Linked DNA regions of Mus musculus: regions 1 and 2 are each linked to region 3. A link is a contact called in public Hi-C and HiChIP or PLAC-seq data. All regions are on one chromosome and are shown on one strand. The core of a region is the stretch at or near the end of the contact, and the rest is flanking DNA. Distances in the headings are between cores, read along the strand shown. Region 1 has its middle 190 kb from the start of Msc. Region 2 has its middle 160 kb from the start of Msc. Region 3 holds the start of Eya1 (EYA transcriptional coactivator and phosphatase 1).

Region 1 (3,315 bases), core at 70-2,569, 260 kb before region 3:
GAATTATAGGTAGTTGTGAGCTGCTTCAGGTGGGTGCAGGGAACCAAACTCAGGGCCTCTTTAAAGATGTGCATGCTCTCAACCTCTGAGCTATCTCTTCAGTCCTTGTCATGCATGGAAAAAGGAAGAAATCCATTTCAATATCTACTTAAAATAAACACGCATGTATGTTCATATATATGTTTATTTTGCATACATTTATATTGTATGCATATACATATACATGTATCTATATGCCTGATGTGTATATTTCTAAGTCAATGGCCCTTAACTAGGGGGGTTGTATCTTTCATCTGTGACAAGATAGTTAGCTCAACTTTTTCCTTTTTTTAATCACCCAAGCTGAATACATTGTATTTCACTCTATAAATGTGTAAATACTGCTCCTTGAATAAAGATAGTATAGAGTGTCAGCATTTTTAAAAAAGTTTGTTCTAACCCTAGCCATAATCTTCTTGGGTTCATACCATTGTAGTATGTTAGGGAAACACTTGGGTTACCTAATAGTTGTGACTTTATAGAGACTGTAAATCTATTAAGCCACAATTTGCACATAATAAAAAGAAACAGCAAGTAGTTAAATGAAAGGCTCAATTCTGAGCTGCCCAACAGTTTTCCAGAAGTCATTGCAGCTGCTTCAGCCACTGCAGCCTGCCTTTGAGAAATTTAATCACACTGATTGAGGAAACCTGGAGAGAGTTGGCCGTTCCTGCCTTCAGTTCATAATTGCCTGGTAGACTTTGTTTCATCTATAGATGAAACAAAGCTGGCGCTGTGGAGGGCCAGAAGCAAAAGGCATACACTTATCAAATGCTTCCTACAGACCCTGCAGATCCGGCACCTACTACCGACCTATTCTGCCAGCAGTCAGGGAAGCCACTGACAAACTGATCTTTTGGTCACCAGCATGGTGGCCTCCTGAATGTCTTTATTACAGTACAGCACACATCAGCCAAGTTTGTAAGGGCCAGGTTCAGAGTAGAGAATGGAGTCTTTCTTATTCTGGAGAACTGCAAATGGGTGCAGATACATAGCAAGGAGAGAATTTAACCACCCAGTATTGAAAAAAAAAAAAAAGAAAAGAAAAAAGAAAAAGAAAGAAATTAGGGAAATCTTGGTATTGACTCAGCAAAACAAAATGACTGTCAACTGTGAGACCTCTGTATGCAAATAAATTTAAATATAAACATGAAATGCATCTAGAATACAAACATCATGTACAATAGAAACAAAGAGCTGGGTGATTACACATACATTCCTTGGGACATCGTCACTAAAGCTGAGGTTTGTATTAGCTGCAGGTTTCACTACTGCATGTGGGTGGGTGACCCTAGCCTAGCACACAAAAGATCTAGTCAGAAACCACATGCCCAGTTTTATTAAGTAAGAAAGAGAAGACAGGCTGGCAACAGAGATGCCAAGAACCAGAAAACCTGATACATCTTACTAATTGACTTGCAATACTAGCTGCTTGTAGAGTCACAATAAATGCATTTCCTCTTCAATGCAGGTGATGAACCCCACAACATAGACCCATAGGCAAGTTTAAAAAGTTGTTGGAAAGGACATACTAAAGTTTTAGCAGTGTGTTTAGATGATTCCCTAGAGAAATACCCCACTGTGTGGAGTCCTCCGTTTGGTTATTACAAAACCATTGTGTGTGGTTTTCTTCTTCGAGCCTTCTTGTTAGTGGGACATTTTTAAGGAATTTTAATTCCGAAAAACATTTACTCCCAGCTAATGCCTGCCAATTAAGTTCTATTCATTGAATCAACAGTTTTCTGTTACCTGTCCCTTCAGGTAGAACCAGGGCTGACAGCCTTGCCCTTTCCCAGGCTTCCACGCAGAGATCTTTCTGCTGCAAACAGTAGGGACACCTGTTTTGTGAGCAGGGCAGGCCAGCATCTGAAATCCTAGGAATGGGGTTGCTATTGAACAGGGGGTGCTCGATAAGACAGCCACTGTGATAGGCAGCGGAAATTTGATAATGAAAGGAGATGCCTAATAGATTAATCTGGTGCGATTTGCCAAAACACTAGGTTTTCAAGGAGATTATCCACACTCCAATAAGAAGCTCTTTGTCTCATGAAAAGCCCCCACATATCATTGTCTGCTTTATCTCAATAAGAGACATAATGGTTTGCTTGTTTACATGCATGATAGATATATGTTGAGCCGGCCTGTGGGGCTGTGAACTCCCTTTCATTGAAATGTTTCCAGCACGCAGGTTATTAGCAATGGGACACACATAAACCTAAGCCTGCCTTGCTTAGGTTGGCAGAAGTGATGGCTATTTCATCCACTGGGAAAGCGTTTTATTTACTGCTCTAATACTTTTTGAGAAAGTTGCAAGGTCATTCACAGCTGTCATGTAGGTATGCACATGTCCCCTGTGGGTTGAGTGATACTCCCCCAGGAATGACCATGTCACTCTCAGCTGCTCTTTTCACTGATTTTAATTATTTCATTAGCTTGTGGTGCATTTTCTATCTTGTATACCATAATGTGTCTTACACCTTCACCTGATTTATACTGACTATGTTTCTCAAAGATAACTCTTGATGCGACTTACACAGTACTGCTTTGACTCTTGGTATTGAGAGCATCCAAGTCAAAACACAAGCATCCTGCCTGGGACAATTTCTTCTATCTGCTTCCATGAAAATAATTACCCTGCTTCATTCTTAGCTTCTCTAAATAGTAGATACAACAGGCCAGGAATACCAGCAGTAGGCCTCCTACTCAGAGAATAAATAGGACATTTCCCACTAGTTGATTATAACTTGATTAAACACCCACTATTTGTTGGTGATTGGTTGGTTTTAATTATTGAGATAGGATCTTGTTATGTAGATCAAGCTGACCTGGAACTACCTATAGTTCTCTAACTTGATAGATTTTGATAAATCTAAGAAGAGTAACCGTCAGTCTTTTGCAATCTCATGTCTAAGAGCACATATTTCAATGTATTTATTTAAGGAATATGCCCCCTTCCAGTGACCTTTTATCACAGCTTCCAGAATGAATGTTTGTGATTCTCTCTCTCTCTCTCTCTCTCTCTCTCTCTCTCTCTCTCTCTCTCTCTCTCTCTCTCCCTCCCTCCCTCCCTCCCTCTCCCTCCCTCGCTCTCGCTCTCTCTCTCTGTGTTTTAAATCTTCTCTCTAGACAGAACTCTTTCTTGTTTCCTCAGGCAAAATAAGCTTGTGAGAGGGAATACAGATCTGTACAATGTACCTACAGAGTTCTACACATCATATCAATTAGAACAACTACCATTCCTTGATTGGTTTTAGTGTAGCAGGCATTGGCACAAGA
Region 2 (3,005 bases), core at 226-2,725, 290 kb before region 3:
ATAAAAGAATTTGTGGTAACTATAAACCAAACAAATGAAATTTTTAGAGAAGCCTTTAAAGAAAGAAATTGAAGAAGACATCAGAAGATGAAAAGTTCTCCCAGTTCCACTGTGATCCGCACAAAAAAATTCCAACACAATTTTTCATGGCTTTCAGAAAAATTCTCAGCTTCATAAAGAAAAAAACCCATGATAGCTAAATCAATCCTGAACAACAAAGAATTTGTGGGAGGTATCACTACAGAGCTATAGTAATAAATAGTGCATGGTATTGGCATAAATATAGACACATTGATCAATATAATATTATTGAAAACCCAGACTAAATTCCATACACATATTGACATTGATTATTGATGAAAAAGCCAAAAATACACACTGGGAAAAAAAAGACAGTATTTTTCAACAAATGGTGCTGGTCAAACTTGGTGGCTGCATGTAGAAAACTGCAAGTAGATCCATATTTATCACCCTGCACAAAACTCAAGTCCAAATGGATCAAAGATCTTAACATAAAATGAGGTATACTGAATCTGATAGAAGAGAAAGTATAGAAAAGTGTTGAACACATTAGCATAGGGACAGCTTTCTGAACAGGACACTAATAGCACAGGCACTAGAGCAATGATACTGAATAGCTTCTGTAAGGCAAAGGACACTGTCAATCCTACAACATGCCAACATATGCAATGGAAAAGATTTTACAAACTTCACATCCAGTAGAGGACTAAGAACTCAAGAAACTAGGTATTGATAAAAACAACAAATAATTTAATTAAAAAATAGGGAATAGATCTAAACAGAATTCTCAATAGCAGAATCTCAAATTGCTGACATTTAAAGAAATGTTCAACATCTCTAGTAATCAGGGAAATACAAATCAAACTACTTTGACATTATACCTGTCAGAATGGTGAAGATTGATAACATAAGTGATAGTTCATGCTGGCAAGGATGTGGAACAAGGTGAATACTCCTCTATTGCTGGTAGGAGTACAAACTTGTCCAACCACCTTGAATATCAGTATGGTGGGTATTCAGAAAGTTGGAAATGAATCTTCCTCAAGATCTGCTACTAGGCATACATCCAAAGTACCTTTCATCTACCACACAGATGTTTCATCAACCATGTTTATGACTGCTCTATTAATAATATCCAGAAAGTAGTAACAACCTAGATGTCCTTCTACAGAAGAATAGATACAGAGAATGTGATACATTTCCACAATGTAGTATTACTCAGCACTTAAGAAAAGATACCATAAAAATTGCAGGCAAATGGATAGAACTAGAAAAAAACTTGTCCTGGGTGAAGTAACCCAGATGCAGAAAGATAAATGTCATATGTATTTGCTAATATGTGGATATTAGTCATTAAATAAATAACAACTAAGCTACAATATATAGACCCAGAGAGGCTTGATGAAAAGGAAGGGACTTGGTGTGACACATGGCTCTCCCTGAAAAGGGGAAGTAGAAGGGACTTGGTGTGACACATGGCTCTCCCTGAAAAGGGGAAGTAGAAGGGACTTGGTGTGACATATGGCTCTCCATGAAAAGGGGAAGTAGAATGGATTTTATGGAAGGATTAGGCGGGATTGAAATAGGAAGATCAGGTGGGGAAGGGAGGAAAAATGGTGTGAAGGAAGGAATGCAGTGAGAGATGCTTGAATTGAGAAGCATTTGAGATATATGAACACCTAGGTCAGTGGAAACTTTCTAAAATATATGAAGGTGATGTTAATGAAGTCTCCAAAAAAAAATGAGGGAGATGTCAATTAAGTTTATCACTTGTCACCAAAAGAAGCCTCCAGTCCTGGGCCTGAGTTACATCCAACTGAGTTGTTGGCCAACAGGTTCCCATGGAAATCCCCAAACAACCCAGGATATTGCTAGGATGTGCGGCTCTCCATAAACTGACAGTAAGGCCCCACTGCTAAAGACAACACCCACACAACACATTGAGCATGAAGAGGAAGACCTAGTGGTGCCTTCAGAGCAGCTTCATCCTTCACTCCTATATTCTACTATCTTTTGTGGCAGGAAGATACTTTTCAGGCTACCAAAGTAGAAGCATAACACCAACCCGGCCACAAAACTCTTGACCTACAATCTTTTCTGCCTGTAAGATATGCTAGGGCCATGGTGACACAAAGCTTGTGTTGGGTGTAACCAACCAATATCTGATTTGACTTAGTGCCCATTTCATGAGATTAAACACATATAACATAGCGTGAGTGACCAAGAACCAGGGACTATATAACCAGTGCCCCAGGGTAAAACCAAAGACTACTGGACTAAAAAGAGTAACAATAAATATCCTAATGATATTCTGTTATACTCACAGATCAGTGCTTGTTCAGCTAGCATCAGAGATGTACTTGCTGCAGCAGATGGGACATTACACAGAACTGGCTCTAAATGGGATGTGTCCATCAAATTCCTCCCCTCAGAGCTCAGTGAACTCTGAAGAAGAGGAGAGTATAAGAGCCACAGAGGATGGAGGACATCAGGAGAACAAGGCCTTCGAAGTCAACTGAGTAAATCTTAGATGAACTCACAGAGACTGAAGCAGCAAGCACAAGGCCTGAACAGGTCTGCACAGGTCCTCGGTGTATATAGTATAGCTTTCAGTTTAATACTTTTATGGTACTTCTGAATGTGTGCAGAAGGTTTGTGCCTTCTCCTAGGGATCTTTAACTTCTGTTGGTTTGCCTTGTCCAACTTTGATGTGATGGGTTTTGTTTTATCTAGTATTTTATTTTGTTACATTTGGTTGTTATAGCTTAGAAGCTGGTTCTTTTCTAATGGCAGTCAGAGAGTGGATCCAGATGGGAAGGCAAGTGGGGAGGAACTGGGAGAAGTAGAGGGAGGGCAAACTCTAATCATGATATACTGTATGACGAAAGAATCTATTTGAATAAAGGAGGTGGAGCAATAACTGTGAGAGAGGTCTTCCCAGCAGTGGCCATGCTGGTCCAGGACCTCTTTGCTTTCTTAGGTAT
Region 3 (2,920 bases), core at 260-2,759:
ATGCAATAGCTGAAGGTAAAGTTTAAGCCAGAGGTCAAATGTTATGTCTTGGGTAATTTAGTAACAAATCTAAGTGCAAAAGAAGTTACTGTCTGGGTGCTTGGTATTGTAAATAGAACTAATGTAGCATTAGATTTTACCTGACTGCAACAGAAAACTCCATAATAGACTTTGTTTTTTCTGCACATGCACTTTGGTATGTTGAATAACTGATCCTTCTGGTCTGAGAGAGTGCTGTAGGAGGTAACGTAACTATGTCAGCTGCATATATGATCCAATAGCAATCAACTGTTTTTTTGACCTGGCTTCCCAAATATGGTAGATACCTAGCTCATGGTTCCTTGCTGGTGCTGAACAAGATGAAATCCTAGGTGAGTTTGAAGTCCCAGCTGCCTCTTAGGTTTGACAAAGTGCTCCTTTGCAAGGAATTTAGACTGGCATCCTTTCTAGGAGGGGAAGGGAGAACTCCTGTTTGGAATTTTGGTCCTTAGAACCATTTAGTTGGGTTTTGTTTGCATCATCTGAAGGTGCTTTCGTTTCCTAATTGGCAGAGTTAAGGTAGGACCCATCTATCTCCTCTATTAGTTGATGTGAAGTTACTGTGATGTAAAAACATGTTCATACCAAGGTGAGAAATTAAAATAAGGAGACTTTTTTTTTAATAAAAAGAGCACATAGAATAGAAATATTGGTGATGATAAAAATACCTTCTTAAAATGCATATCCAGACTTAATTTCAGAGTGAGTGTTAGTTTGCATTTGCATTTAAACTGTGATATAGGACCGACAAAATATTAACCCATATAAGGAGACGCCTTCTTTCAAGATTACAAATTATCATAATGGCTAAACCCTTGACTTGGATAAAACATAGTTTGTTAACTGAAGCTCAGCTCCTAGGTGTCACCGAACGAACGCCTAACTCATAGATTCTGAATTAAGGTTGTGAGTTTTTAAAAGGATAAGTTGCAAAGCAAGTTCCAGACTAAACGAATCTCTTCTCAAGACCCATTTAAAAATGTTAATGGTGAAATATTATCTGGGTCCTAGCCAAAGAACTGAAGCCTTTGGCCTCCTAGCAACCCTTGCAGAATCCTCCGCCAGGCTTTCATTGTTAAGCTGCTAATAGCTAACACGTTTGCCCATTCTCCCTCTACTTCATAGAAACAGCTTTTTTTTTTTAAATCTTCTCCAGACCTGTAAGTAGGTAGGTACTTTAGGAAAAAGTGTTAAAAGTATCCGTTCTCCTAAGTTTCAGGTCCTCAAAAAAAATTTTAAAAAAAGTATTGAAAAAGTGTAAAAGATAACATGCAACTACTCCCCAAAGATCTTAATTGGGAGCTACTGGCGCGGGAGGATGTGTGTGTGTTGACAGAGGTTCCCACAAGTTCTTCCCCCACAGCTGTTTATTCAGATATCATGGGGCGCGTCATTTACATAATAAATTTTTTTTTAAAGCAGCGAGGTTGAGTCAGACCAAGCTCTGCTCCTCTCAATTGTTGCATTTAAACCAATAAGGTTAGGACAAGAGACTAGCTGTGGTTTGCGTTGCAAAAACAAAACAAAACAAAAAGCCCCGAGGCTTCGTGGGCAGACCTACAAGGCTGCGCAAACAAATCGGGGGATGAGATTTTGCTGTTTCTTTGTCTAGGCGTCTCAGATGCTATCTGCCGCTGCCGTTCGCTGGGGCGCAAAGCCGTTCCCAAACAGACCGCGGCGAGCTGATGGCTCCGAGCTTGCGGCGAGGTAGCGAGTGTGCAGGGCCACTTCCGACTGGAAGCCTTCCTGTGGCGGTGCGCGGTGGCGGGGTCCTTCCTGGGGAAGGCGATCGCGCTCAGTCGCTCCACAGCCCGAGCCTGCAGCAGCGCCCGGGCGCAGTCCCCGGGAGCCGGGCAATCCCCGGCCTCTGCGCTCCGCTGCCAGCCGCGTCACAGCGCCTCTGAGAGCTCCCGGGTCCCCGTGTTCCTGCACAGCAGCCAAACTATGTCAGGAATGGAGGTCTGCTAACACAGAAAACTCCAAGGAGCACACTAAACCGGTGGAGGCAGCAGATGTGAGCGCTGTAAGTACAAGCTGGTGTTTGAAAAACTGTAATGACCAAGTACTACTTACTGTCTGGTGGGCAAAGCCCGAGATAACTGGAGAGCCTTTATTAGGGTTTTGGTTTGTTTTCAAAGAAAAAAAGCACTGTGGCTTGGGGAAAACAATAACACTGTTTCTGGGACTTTAGAAGCCGCTGGGTTCCGTCGTAAAATTGTAATCTTTACCCTCCAAATGATCGGAGCCATTAGGATCATTAAAGGATCATTGCAAATTAACTACTTTTGTTCTGATTTTTATAGATAAGTAGAACACTAGGTAATATTCTCAGACGGGGGAATTATTTCATATCTTTTCTTAATTGCTGCACTAGCCCCAGAATATTGAGTGGTATTGAACAGGGTTATATCCATACATAGATGTATAGGTACGAAAGGTATACTTAGTGGTATTTATTACACAGATCACTTTTTCTACGGCTAGGTTGATAAATGAGGAAAGGTTTACAACGGAAAACTCAGCAGATGAACAACGAGCTGATAACTATGTTTTCAAGAAGGACACCTTTTTGTTCCAAAGCAAATTTATCAAAGACTTTACTAAGCAGGCTCATCTTCAGTATTCGATACAATAAGCCTTTGGTCCCTTAAAGTATTTGTCCCTCTCTGGCCCTTTTTGTGATTTGAATGCACTTGGAAGCTAAACTCCAGATTTTGAAACTTTTGAATATTCGTGTAAAGCACGGCCCTTCAAAATCAGTATTTGAATTGCTAACAACTCATAGGCTTACACTCTTGGGAGGAATTTTGAAGACATTTAAGCATAACGTTTGCAATAATTCAATACATTATGAACTGTCATTGAGTTTAGACAAGTGTTT

What was found. Hi-C and Micro-C count contacts between places; a contact is called where the count stands out from the background. HiChIP or PLAC-seq counts read pairs in DNA pulled down with a chosen protein or histone mark.
Region 1: a contact with region 3 is called in a Hi-C map of the C2C12 cell line, with 3 times the contacts expected there. The contact joins the enhancer-like site here to the promoter of Eya1 in region 3. A contact is called at or near these places in 13 of 39 promoter capture datasets (the 3T3-L1 cell line, 3T3-L1-derived adipocytes, the C10 cell line and 8 more), 2 of 15 datasets of contacts at CTCF or cohesin (large pre-B cells and pro-B cells), 21 of 484 Hi-C or Micro-C datasets (the 3T3-L1 cell line, 3T3-L1-derived adipocytes, the C10 cell line and 12 more), 8 of 115 datasets of contacts at active chromatin or transcription factors (the NIH/3T3 cell line, acute myeloid leukemia, a beta-TC-6 cell line and 5 more) and 4 of 9 other capture datasets (adipose tissue, embryonic stem cells, liver and 1 more).
Region 2: an H3K4me3 HiChIP or PLAC-seq map of bone marrow-derived macrophages shows a contact between it and region 3, with 5 times the contacts expected there. The contact joins the enhancer-like site here to the promoter of Eya1 in region 3. A contact is called at or near these places in 4 of 39 promoter capture datasets (the C10 cell line, cranial neural crest, maxillary cranial neural crest and 1 more), 4 of 484 Hi-C or Micro-C datasets (LSK cells, bone marrow-derived macrophages and uterus), 4 of 115 datasets of contacts at active chromatin or transcription factors (bone marrow-derived macrophages, craniofacial prominence and stem cell-derived neural progenitor cells) and 1 of 9 other capture datasets (liver).

Annotation. Positions count from the first base shown.
Region 1 is chr1:14,564,590-14,567,904 of GRCm38.p6, reverse strand. No RefSeq gene overlaps it. Among named protein-coding and RNA genes, the nearest start is that of Msc, 190 kb to the left of the region's middle. Within about 2 kb of position 1,319, at least 10 of the 459 cell types and tissues checked have an H3K27ac peak or open chromatin away from gene starts, as enhancers often do. A contact at or near this core is called in the C2C12 cell line and embryonic limb bud, where this site is marked.
Region 2 is chr1:14,594,666-14,597,670 of GRCm38.p6, reverse strand. No RefSeq gene overlaps it. Among named protein-coding and RNA genes, the nearest start is that of Msc, 160 kb to the left of the region's middle. Within about 2 kb of position 1,475, at least 33 of the 459 cell types and tissues checked have an H3K27ac peak or open chromatin away from gene starts, as enhancers often do. A contact at or near this core is called in bone marrow-derived macrophages, where this site is marked.
Region 3 is chr1:14,308,788-14,311,707 of GRCm38.p6, reverse strand. It overlaps Eya1 (EYA transcriptional coactivator and phosphatase 1), which reads left to right and starts at 1,509. Exons shown (of 18, transcript NM_001310459.1): 1 at 1,509-2,062.